Linked DNA regions of Sus scrofa: region 2 is linked to region 1. A link is a contact called in public Hi-C data. All regions are on one chromosome and are shown on one strand. The core of a region is the stretch at or near the end of the contact, and the rest is flanking DNA. Distances in the headings are between cores, read along the strand shown.

Region 1 (5,426 bases), core at 499-2,998:
ACAGGAGGCAGAACAGGATAAATGGCTTCTGAAGAGAAAGAAGAAGAGATTTTCTCCTCAAATATACCTGTCTCTGAAAGAAATGCCAGAAATAACGCTGGAGAAAACTAAAGGAGGACTGAAAAAATCATCTATGTCTTCCAGGGAACTGGGTTCCAACCACTATCTGCGGATTGGGTTGTTCTGCCCAGAACCACACAGTCACTAAGGGTTGCCCCCGTTAAAGAGAGGTCTCAGGACTTAACATCTTTCATGGGTTCCTTGGGATTCAGTGAATACAAATTTCAAAAGTAGATTTTAGTGACATTCAAAAAAGAAAGGAATAGGGGGCAGTGTGCCCTATTACCTACAAACTTGGGGCCCAAGAAAGTTACTCCAGTTTCTCTACCCATGAGAAAAACCAGTTCTCATCAAAAGTGACTCCAGGCCAGGGCTCAACAGGAGTAAATCCATTTGAGCCAAATATTGTGGAAATCCTGAGAACCCCACCCCCCTTCTCCTGGGAAGTCATGAAATGACGGAATAAACAGCATTTTGGACGGGCTGGTGCCCTTTTTTTTTTTTTTTTTTTTTTTTTTAAAGGCTGCACCTGTGGCGTACTGAAGTTCCCAGGCTAGGGTCAAATCCACAGCCACAGCCAAGACCATGCCAGATCCGAGTCACTTCTGCAACCTACACCACAGCTCACAGCATCCTCAGGGATCCTAGCCGGCTGGTTACCTATGAGCCACGAATGGAGCACTTACCTATATGCTCCTCCAAGAAGAGAGGCCACAGCGCCACCCTGTGGGCAAGATCTCTAATGTCTGCAGCTCTCCAGTGGAAGGCATCTTTTTTTAGACCTCTGCCTTGCCTGCTTTTTTGATATTTGTATCTTTAAATAATAAATAGGAAAAACTCATTCATTTGTCCCAAATAATGCAAAGATAATTTATGACTGGCTATGCCTATGGACCACCATTCCTGGCAGAGGGCTGATAGACAAAAGCAGCCAGAGCACAACTCCACCATCAACCCACCCCCACTTTGCTGAAACCATTACCTAACAACCATTACCTGCAGCTCCGCGGCGGACTGCTGGCAAAACCTCAGCAGTATTTCCTTTACTGAGTAACCTACCATTAGAATGACACCAGAATGCAGTGGGAAATATCTGAATGTTGATGGACAATGTATTTAAAGAGCGGAGGGGCAAAAGAAATTCTGTAGCAAGTTCCATCTCTTGGTGTCTTGCAGTTTCCATCTCACTAAGGACTCAAACTATGATGTAACTCTGAGGAATTGTGCCTCTTATTTTGGTAGATCTGCTGAACCACCTCTACTTAGTCACAGTGAAAAACACCACGTTTAAAGAAAATATGAAATGAAGTGACTCTTTTTGCCGCACCTGGCACAATGCTGGATCCTTAACCCATCGTGCCACAGCAGGAATTCCCAGACATAACTATCTTATTTTTATTTTTTGCTTTTTAGGGCCATATCTGAGGCATATGGAGGTTCCCAGGTTAGGGGTCCAACTGGAGCTACAGCTGCCAGCCTACGCCACAACCATAGCAACGTAGGATCCGAGCGCGGTCCACATGCACCAAGAGCTTAAGGCAACACCGGATCCTTAACCCACTGAGCGAGGCCAGAGATTGAACCCATATCTTCATGGATACTAGTTGGATTCGTTTCTGCTGAGCCATGGCAGGAACTCCCAGACATGGCTATTTTAAAGCAAACAATTTAAAAGAAGATCAAATACTCATTTTAAATGATTTTAATTTGATGAATATTATGTTCCAACTGAAAAAAGAATATTGCACAATGCTTTCATGTCACAATTGTTATTTTTCTCACCTGGTGGGATTTTGATCAACAACACTGACTTTGGAAATAACACAGAGAAAATCTTAATTTTTTTTTTTTTTGTCTTTTCTAGGCCACACCTGAGGCATATGGAGGTTCCCAGGCTAGAGGTCTAATGGGAGCTGTAGCCACCGGCCCACGCCACAGCCACACCAATGCCAGATCCAAGCAGCATCGCGACCTACACCACAGCTCACATCAACACCGGATCCTTAACCCACTGAGCAACACCTGGGATCGAACCTGCAACCTTATGGTTCCTAGTTGGATTCGTTAACCACTGAGTCATGATGGGAATCTGAGAATGTCCTGATTGATTAAATAATTTCAATACCCTGTGAAGAACTAAAAGTAGGATGTTACATTCATATAAAAGACAAGTACATATCCATAAATTCACTCAGCTGTGGTGAAAAATAATAAACTTCTCATGGATTTAATACAACTTAAAGAAGCCAAAATTGAGAATGCTGTGAAAGTAAAATGAAGCTCCCAAATTTTTCAGTGTGATCTCTTGCTTTTGAAAATACAGTAGACCTGCAAGACTTCTAAGAGTATCTGATCACATTGGAAGCCTCTTATAGGAAGCTAACTTTTTTTTTTTTTTTGCTTTTTCGGGCTGCATTTGTGGCATATGGAGGTTCCCAGGCTAGGGGTCCAATTGGAGCTACAGCTGCCGGCATACACCACAGCAACGCAGCATCCAAGCTGCATCTGTGATCTACACCACAGCTCATGGCAATGCTGGATCCTTAACCTACTGAGCAAGGCCAGGAATCAAACCTTCAACCTCTTGGTTCCTGGTCAGATTCATTTCCACTGCAACACAAAGGGAACTCCTAACATTTGATATTTTAAAAGCTAAGTCCAAATAAATACAAATCGAAACTGGTAAAGTAACAAAATCTGTGAATGATGAAGTCAAATTTCCTGAATAACATAAACAAATACAAAGAAAACAACACCAGAAAATAAATGAATCATGACATGGCACCTATAAACATTTCTGTCCAAATTCATGAATCTACAGAATTTTCCCCAAGTAACAAACACAGTTTTCATCATAAAATTATGGAATAAATGCTAAAAATTTAAGAACATAAAATTTTAGTAGTCACTGAGCAAAATTAATTCCACAAACACTCCCAATTTTTAGGGATTTATGATAATTTTTGTTGTTTTCCCTCTTTGCCTTCTGACTAGTATTTTTAGCAGAGGCATAGCACTGGGGCGTGAGCGAAAATAGGCTTCAAGTGCCAGATATGTGTTTTTTTTTAAACTTCACATCTTGCATTTTTATTATTTTTAGAATTGTTGCTCATTAGATTCATGAACACACCCTACTTTTGCTATGTTTTTTATTTATTTCCATGAAAATTCAACCACAGTTTAAAGAGAAAAGACAGAAACATATTAATTGCATTGTGTGATACGCCATTTACTCTTGCTTGTCACTGATTTTTAGAAGCCATGAATTATTTCAGTAGGATTGGTGTCTCTATTGATGTTTAAGGTAGATATTCCATACCATGAATTTTTCTCAAACGGTTGTCTTAAGATAGAATTATTTCTTCACATTTTGTGAACATTCCAGGCATCTAATATCTGGAATTTTTACTCTACCACGATCTTCATCAAACTCTAATATTTTATAAAATACTTGAAAAAAATCTTTGCATAAAATACCTCAATGAACACTCTCTTAAAAAAAAAAAAAAGGTAAAATAATGGATTAGTTCAATTATTGTACCTTCACCAGCAAACACTGATTACGACTATATTTCAGAAAAGATAGTTATTCCATTCAAAAACTGATTCTCATTCATATTGATGATTGGAGATTTACTTGCAATAAAAGATACAGAAATTATGTGAGCCTAGGATGGTGCCAGGATTGCATGTGGGGGCAATTTTTTCCCACTGGATGTTGATATTGGGACATGGCCATTTATGATCTATTGGTATTTCTAATTTTCTATTAATTTTTAACATCCTCATTTTATTTCAAGACAACTAACATCTGATTAACTTAGCTTAATTTTACTCCTCTGTCACTCAGATGCCATTTGGGTTTAAACAGAGGACTTGATCATGGCATGGGCAGAAAAAAACTCAGCCTCCGTCTAAATGATTCTGATTACACCATCGACCTCACTCTGTTTGGCATTATAAATTCAGGAGAAATAAAAACTTTAGATTCAAATATACATAAATCATTTATAATATTTTAAATTAAAGTCAAGAAGTATGTAAAGTTGTATCTTCTAGCCTTGTTATTAGTGTAATAAAATTTCCACAAGGTAAGAAATGTATTTTCTTCAAATGCTAGTTTGTGATGTACCTGAATATTTTTGCCATTAGAAGTATAAGCATTGGCAAATAGGGAAATTAACTGTGAATCAAAAAGTACAACCATGCGAAAGAAAACCCTTTTCTAATTGAAACTGTCATAACCATTAAGAAGCATTTCCAAAATCAAAACCCAGAATGAAAAATTTTAAAATCTTTACACATACACACTCTAGTTTTCTTAATCAGTAATGAAGCCCTGAAGGTTCTGGGATGTGTTCATAATCATTCATGCTAGGATAAGCCTACGGTAGTATTTCTGTTACTTACAAAAAGCAACTTTTACATAAAGTGATTTAATTTATAATAGCTACTGAATATGATTTGCTAATTCCACGAGGTATACCTTAAAACCTTCCCGAGTTACATAGGGAAGGGAATCCAACATTAATTTTTCTGTGCCAGAGATTCAGTGTGGACCTCTCCTCTATGGCCTTAGGAGCCCGGGTACAACCTGTGGACTAAAGAAGAGGGCCAACAGTGTTGTTTTAATTATCTGTGTGCTTTCTAGTTATCTTTGTGAAATTTGGAGCATTCTTTCTTTTATCTCAGTAAAGTTAACATGATACACGATTTCTGCATCTAGAAATTGATGTGTCAACTCTTCATTTATCTTTAAAATTATCTTTTAAAGACTGTATCGAGGAGTTCCCTGGTGGCTCAGCAGGGTGAGGACCCAGAATGGTCACTTCTGTAGCTTGGGTCACTGCCATGGCTCAGGTTTGACCCCTGACCTGGGAACTTCTGAATGCTACAGGTGTGGCCAAAAAAAAAAAAAAAAAAATCTTACTGAAAGAAGGTCCACATTAACAAAGTCTATTAAAAAAAGACAACCTATACTATTAGGATTTCAAGTAGATTTTAAATGTACATTTTAACACAAACCTAAATTTAACAGCAGATCTGACACTGAGATTTGAGTAATGCATGTTGTGCTTTGAATCCAAATGTATTCTCTAACCTACATGTGGTTATAAAAACCTGTCCAAACTCTAGCTACAAAGAAAAAAAAAAAAACTATCTATCTTGAGATCTCTCTTATCATTTTTTCAAAAAAGATGCTGATATTATCTAGATCAGTTTTTATTTTCAGGCTTTCATTTGGGTAGATTGTGAAAAAAATATCCTGATGTCACAATCCTTATTATAGGTCCTGTACATAAAGTAAATAACGCAAACAGAAATATAATTGAACTGTCAATAGAAGCTGTTCCTACAATGCTTAC
Region 2 (5,204 bases), core at 66-2,565, 34 kb before region 1:
ATTTTAAGTATGCTTTATTTGATGTGCTATTTTCATATACATCATCGTTTATTTAAAACATCATTTGCTGGAGTTCCCATCGTGGCTTAGTGATAAAGAACCTGACTAGTATCCATGAGGATATGGGTTTGATCCCTAGGCTTGATCAGTGGGTTAAGGATCCAGAGTTGCCATGAGCTGGGGCTGTAGGTGGCATAAGCCACTTAGATACTGCATTGCTGTGGCTGTGGTGTAGGCCAGGAGCTGCAGCTTCAATTCAACCCCTAGCCTGAAAACTTTCGCATACCTCAGGTATGGCCCTAAAAAAGCAAACTAAACAAACAAACCCTGTGATTTTCAAATGTCAAAATATGCAAATTTTCTCGTTCTGTATAAAGAAAACATTTACACAGAAAGCTTTTATTTATTTATCAGTTGGTTCGCCTTTTCTTCTCTGATTTTTCTTCTCCAATTCAAAGTTTGGGCTTGTGAAGGAACACAGAGCCCACAAAAGAATGAATCTGAGGATGATCACCTCTGCAGAAGGAAAGTTCTGAAATATTAAACCATTTTTGAATGTGGGAGGAAATGGTAAAGTTTCTAGGAGTTCCCACTGTGGCTCAGTGGTTAACGAATCTGACTAGGAACCATGAGGTTTCAGGTTCAATCCCTGGTCTTGCTCACTGGGTTAAGGATCCAGCATTGCCGTGAGCTGTGGTGTAGGTCACAGATGTGACTTGGATCCTGCGATGCTGTGGCTCTGGCATAGGCTAGTGGCTACAGCTCCAGTTAGACCCCTAGCCTAGGAACCTCCATATGCCATGGGTGCAGCCCTAGAAAAGACAAAAGATAAAAAGACCAAAAAAAAAAACTAAAGTTTCTAAATTCATTACTAGTCTCTTCCATGCCTCTAATCAAGTAGAAACCTAATGCATCTTTACAGTTTGTCTGTCACATGAGAAAATAAATTTATAGGTTATTTCTGCCAAAACAAAATAAAATTAATTAAATTCCTGTCTTAACCCTAACTTATTTTCCTATTTTTTAAAAAGGGAGCATTACCGATCTTTCCGCTGTGGCTCAGTGGTTAACGAACCCGAATGGGAACCATGAGGTTGCAGGTTCGATCCCTAGCCTCGCTCAGTGGGTTAAGGATCCGGCGTTGCCATAAGCTATGGTGTAGGTTGCAGACATGGCTCTGATCCTGTGTTGCTGTGGCCCTGGCATAGGCCAGTGGCTACAGCTCCAATTAGACCCCTACCTAGCCTGGGAACCTCCATATGCAGTGGGTGTGGCCCTAGAAAAAGACAAAAAAGAAAAAAAGGGAGCATTACCAGCCATTACCTTAGTGCAAGAGCATCTGTAACCACCAGAGGGCAACCATTTACTAGAGATTTCAGAAGGCATGACTTTCAGAAAATTTAAAGTGCAGAAAAATTTTAAAAGGTACATGTATTAAAGCAGTTTCATTCCCTGAAGAATAAAACAATAATTCTTTAAAGCTCAATTTCAGGTTAAGGAAAGCATAAACTGGTCTTGCCATGCCTATTCTCAATCTTTGTGTCCTTCAGCATCTTCTCAAATTCCAAGAACGACAGACAAATATAAATGCAAGACACACAGACCACACACCCACCCACACACCCACACAGTGTTCTAACTTTGCTTATCAAAGGTTTACTAAATGTTTGCATTCATGGTAATATATCACATCTGATGAAAAGTAATACAATTAAATAATGGGTAAATTAGTATTTATTTTCTAAAGTAAAACTTTTAGCATTAAAACTAGGCAAAACAGATTGAGCAATCTTTTTTTTTTTAAATGGCTGCACTTGAGGCATATGGAAATTTCCAGGCTAGGTATCAAATCAGAGCTGCAGCTGCAGGCCTACACCACAGCCACAACACTGGATCTAAGACACATCTGCAACCCACACCACAGCTTATGGCAAGGCTGGATCCTTAACCCACTGAACAAGGCCAGGGATTGAACCTGAATCCTCATGAAGACTACGTCAGGTCCTTACCGCTGAGCCACAACAGGAATCCCTGAGTAAAAATTTTTTAAATACAAGTAGATGTCAATACTAACCAGATACAAAAGCGATTTGTTCAGTTATAAAATACTCCAGAAAAAGAATAAAATAGGTCTTAAATTTAGTTTACAAAGTACCAGCTACAATAAATTATTTAAAATAAATGTACTTAATTATCAGACATCATAATGTAACAGCCAAACAAATCAATCTTCCTCACGGGGATATAGATGCCCAATAAATTAAAGCAACATCTTGACAGAAATAACTAGTAAAAAAAAGTTAATATAATATCAATATTTTTTAAAGCATAGCTTTTCCAGGACATTCTTTGGGAATACAGACCTCGAATGATTGTTCCAATGTGAAGTTAATGGTACAAATGCAAGATGTCACATTTGGAGACAAACATTTATTGCAAGGGCTGGAAGGCTCTGTTCCGGTGTAATCAATCTGCAAGAGGAAACATAACTTAAGTACATGTCCTTGGAGAAAGCGTATACGCTTGCTATCAGAGCGATGAGTCCTATGGAGCATCTACAGCCCAGAAAAAACTTTTATAAGGTCATCTGTTCATTTTGCCAGTGTGAGGGAGTAAAAACTAGAAAGAGTTCTATGCTATCCTATTGGCTCATCTCTCCAAGTCAAATCCTCGCTCCTTTTTACCAAAAGAAATACAATTATGCATTTATAAAATCAAAAATATAAAGTTCAAACTGCATGATGTATAGATTTAAATAGCTATAAAGTTTAAACAACTTTTCTGTCATCTCAGCTTTCCATGGTACACTTTCAAATAAAAAAAACCATCTGGTTTCTCAAGGTGACAGAGATAGAGTAGACACAGGTAGTTGTAGAAGTCTGGATAAAAGACCATATTTAAAGAGGGAAACAGGGGACATTGAGAGATCACTGCAAGTTAATAAATTGCTCAAGAAAACCATCATCAGTACGAGGCAGGCTAGCTTCATTAGTGGAGCCTTGAGAACTGCCTCAGGTTATTGAGTGGGAGTTGGGATGAGGCCTGCATTCAGATTCAGACCAAGGGCAGGAGTTTGAGGACCACCTTTCTGTTCATTTGAATACATACCTTACCAGATACCAAGGAGGAGCTAGTACTCCCAGAAAGGAAGAGGCGGGCTTTTCCAACGCCCACTCACCTTGGATGATAAACTGTAGCCCACCAGATCCTCAAGGCAGGGCTTCCTCGCCTGCCTGCTGCTTGCATCTCTCACAAGTGTCCTATCTTAATAAATATATTTCTTCCCTATCACTTTGTCTCTCACTGAATTCCTTCTGCATGGAGACATGAAGAACCTGAACCTTAGTGAGTCCAGACACAGGGTGAGTGATTCTAATTTAAAACCTCAGGTTTAAGTCCCAATCTGGTTTTAGGCTGGGTTCGAGTTCTGGCACAAGGGTTAAAGTCCCAATCTGTGTTCTGGCTAGGTTCAGGGCGTTAATGTTGTCAGTTTCAAAGGGCTACCGTTTTTTTAAAAACCTGGTGTTGGACAATTAAGAATCTGTCTTATCTTTGTCCTGGGTTCCTGGCAACAAGCTTCTAAATCCCTTAAAACTTTGCTGGTGATAGGAGTATATTCGTTTTGATTAGCCCTTAAATTCATACTAAAGTTTATGCTAAGGAGATGGCTCAGGTAGGGACCAGTCAATTACCAGAAAGACTAGATTAGGGACTCTGGCCTGGCCCAACCTCTGAGAGGGGGAAGGCTGGAAATTTAGTTCAGTGATGTGGCCAATGTTTTAATCAATCATGCCCACATCATGGAATCCCAATAAAAAGGCATAGGGGAGCTTCCGGGGTGGTTAACCCATCAATGTGCCCTGATTCTACAGGCAAGGCCACAAAGCTCGGCATGCAGGACCACCCCTCCCCCACCCCCCAGACCCCATTGTAGTGACTCTTTGTTTAGCTGGTCTTAATGTATATCATGTACAATAAAACTATACTTGTTAAGTCTAGAACTTTCCTAAGTTCTAAGAGTTATTCCAGTACATTATGGAATCTAAGAGAAGTGAGAGGAAACTTCCAGATTTATAGGCAGTTGGTCAGAAGTGCAGGTGGCCTGGAGACCTCTGGAGTTGCAACTGACATCTGAAATGAGGGCAGTCTCGGGGAGGGGACTTATTATCATTAACACATTAATAAGACTTCCTCTATGCAAGGCATAACATCAAGTACAAGGTGGATACAAAACTCGTATCTTATACTTAGTCAATACAGTTTACAATCCTTTCTACTATTCACATATTTCATCTGATCCTCACCAAAATACTATAGAATTATCCTCATTTTACACAGAAGACATTCAGAAACTTGCTCAAGGCTACATGAATAGCCATAGCTAGTGCTATGAAGCAAGAACCAAAGGATTTTTACTCCAAGTCCAACATTTCTTCTACTAAACTGCTTCCTCACAGCAATCCATCCCCTTGGCCCTCCAGATGACTACTTTACAAAGACAGCACATAAACACAAAGAAAACTACTATCAATGCCAAGTGCTAAACTGAATGGTAAAGAGGACAGTAAGTACTAGATGGACAAGTACCTTCTTACTAAGAAAAAGAGGATCTGAACCGAGCCATTAAAAGGGAAAAAAAGGATGGAAAAGGGGACATAGGGAGAAGCATTACGGTAGAGAGCACAGGTACACTTAAGAGCACTGAGCATAAACACTTTGTGGAGAGTTTTCATGTTGGAAGGAAATGGGACAATGCTAGAAGGTAAACTGGAGCTGGTAACAACAGACTGTTTTATTGGCTGTTTATAGAATGTATACTAAGTGCCAGGCATTATAAGCACACAGTACACATCATCTCATTGAAATTTTTAATAACCAAGGGGGAGGGGAAGGGAGTGGGATGACTGGGAATCTGAGGTTAATAGATGCAAACTATTGCCTTTGGAATGGATTAACAATGAGGTCCTCCTGCTGTATAGCACAGGAACTATATCTAGTCACTTGTGATGGAACATGATGGAGGATAATATGAGAAAAAGAATGTATATATATGACTAGGTGACTTTGCTGTACAGTTAGAAAATTGACAGAACACTGTAAACCAGCTATAATGGAAAAAGTAAAAATCATTTAAAAAATTTTAAAAAATAAAATGTACAAGGGCCTTGCAAAGTTTATTTTTAGTTTTCCTTATTTTAACCTAG

What was found. A called contact is a pair of places that touch in the nucleus more often than the background predicts.
Region 2: a contact with region 1 is called in a Hi-C map of alveolar macrophages, with 1.6 times the contacts expected there. The contact joins the enhancer-like site here to the promoter of TMEM30A in region 1. A contact is called at or near these places in 10 of 47 Hi-C or Micro-C datasets (alveolar macrophages, blood, embryonic fibroblasts and 5 more) and 1 of 2 datasets of contacts at active chromatin or transcription factors (alveolar macrophages).

The regions. Positions count from the first base shown.
Region 1 is chr1:90,635,593-90,641,018 of Sscrofa11.1, reverse strand. It overlaps TMEM30A (cell cycle control protein 50A), which reads right to left and starts at 1,748. Exons shown (of 7, transcript XM_021092349.1): 1 at 1-1,748. It overlaps FILIP1 (filamin-A-interacting protein 1), which reads right to left. Exons shown (of 7, transcript XM_021092328.1): 7 at 1-5,426.
Region 2 is chr1:90,669,107-90,674,310 of Sscrofa11.1, reverse strand. TMEM30A (cell cycle control protein 50A) reads right to left here. Exons shown (of 7, transcript XM_021092349.1): 2 at 2,364-2,471. Among named protein-coding and RNA genes, the nearest start is that of COX7A2, 25 kb to the left of the region's middle. Within about 2 kb of position 1,315, at least 1 of the 83 cell types and tissues checked has an H3K27ac peak or open chromatin away from gene starts, as enhancers often do. A contact at or near this core is called in alveolar macrophages, where this site is marked.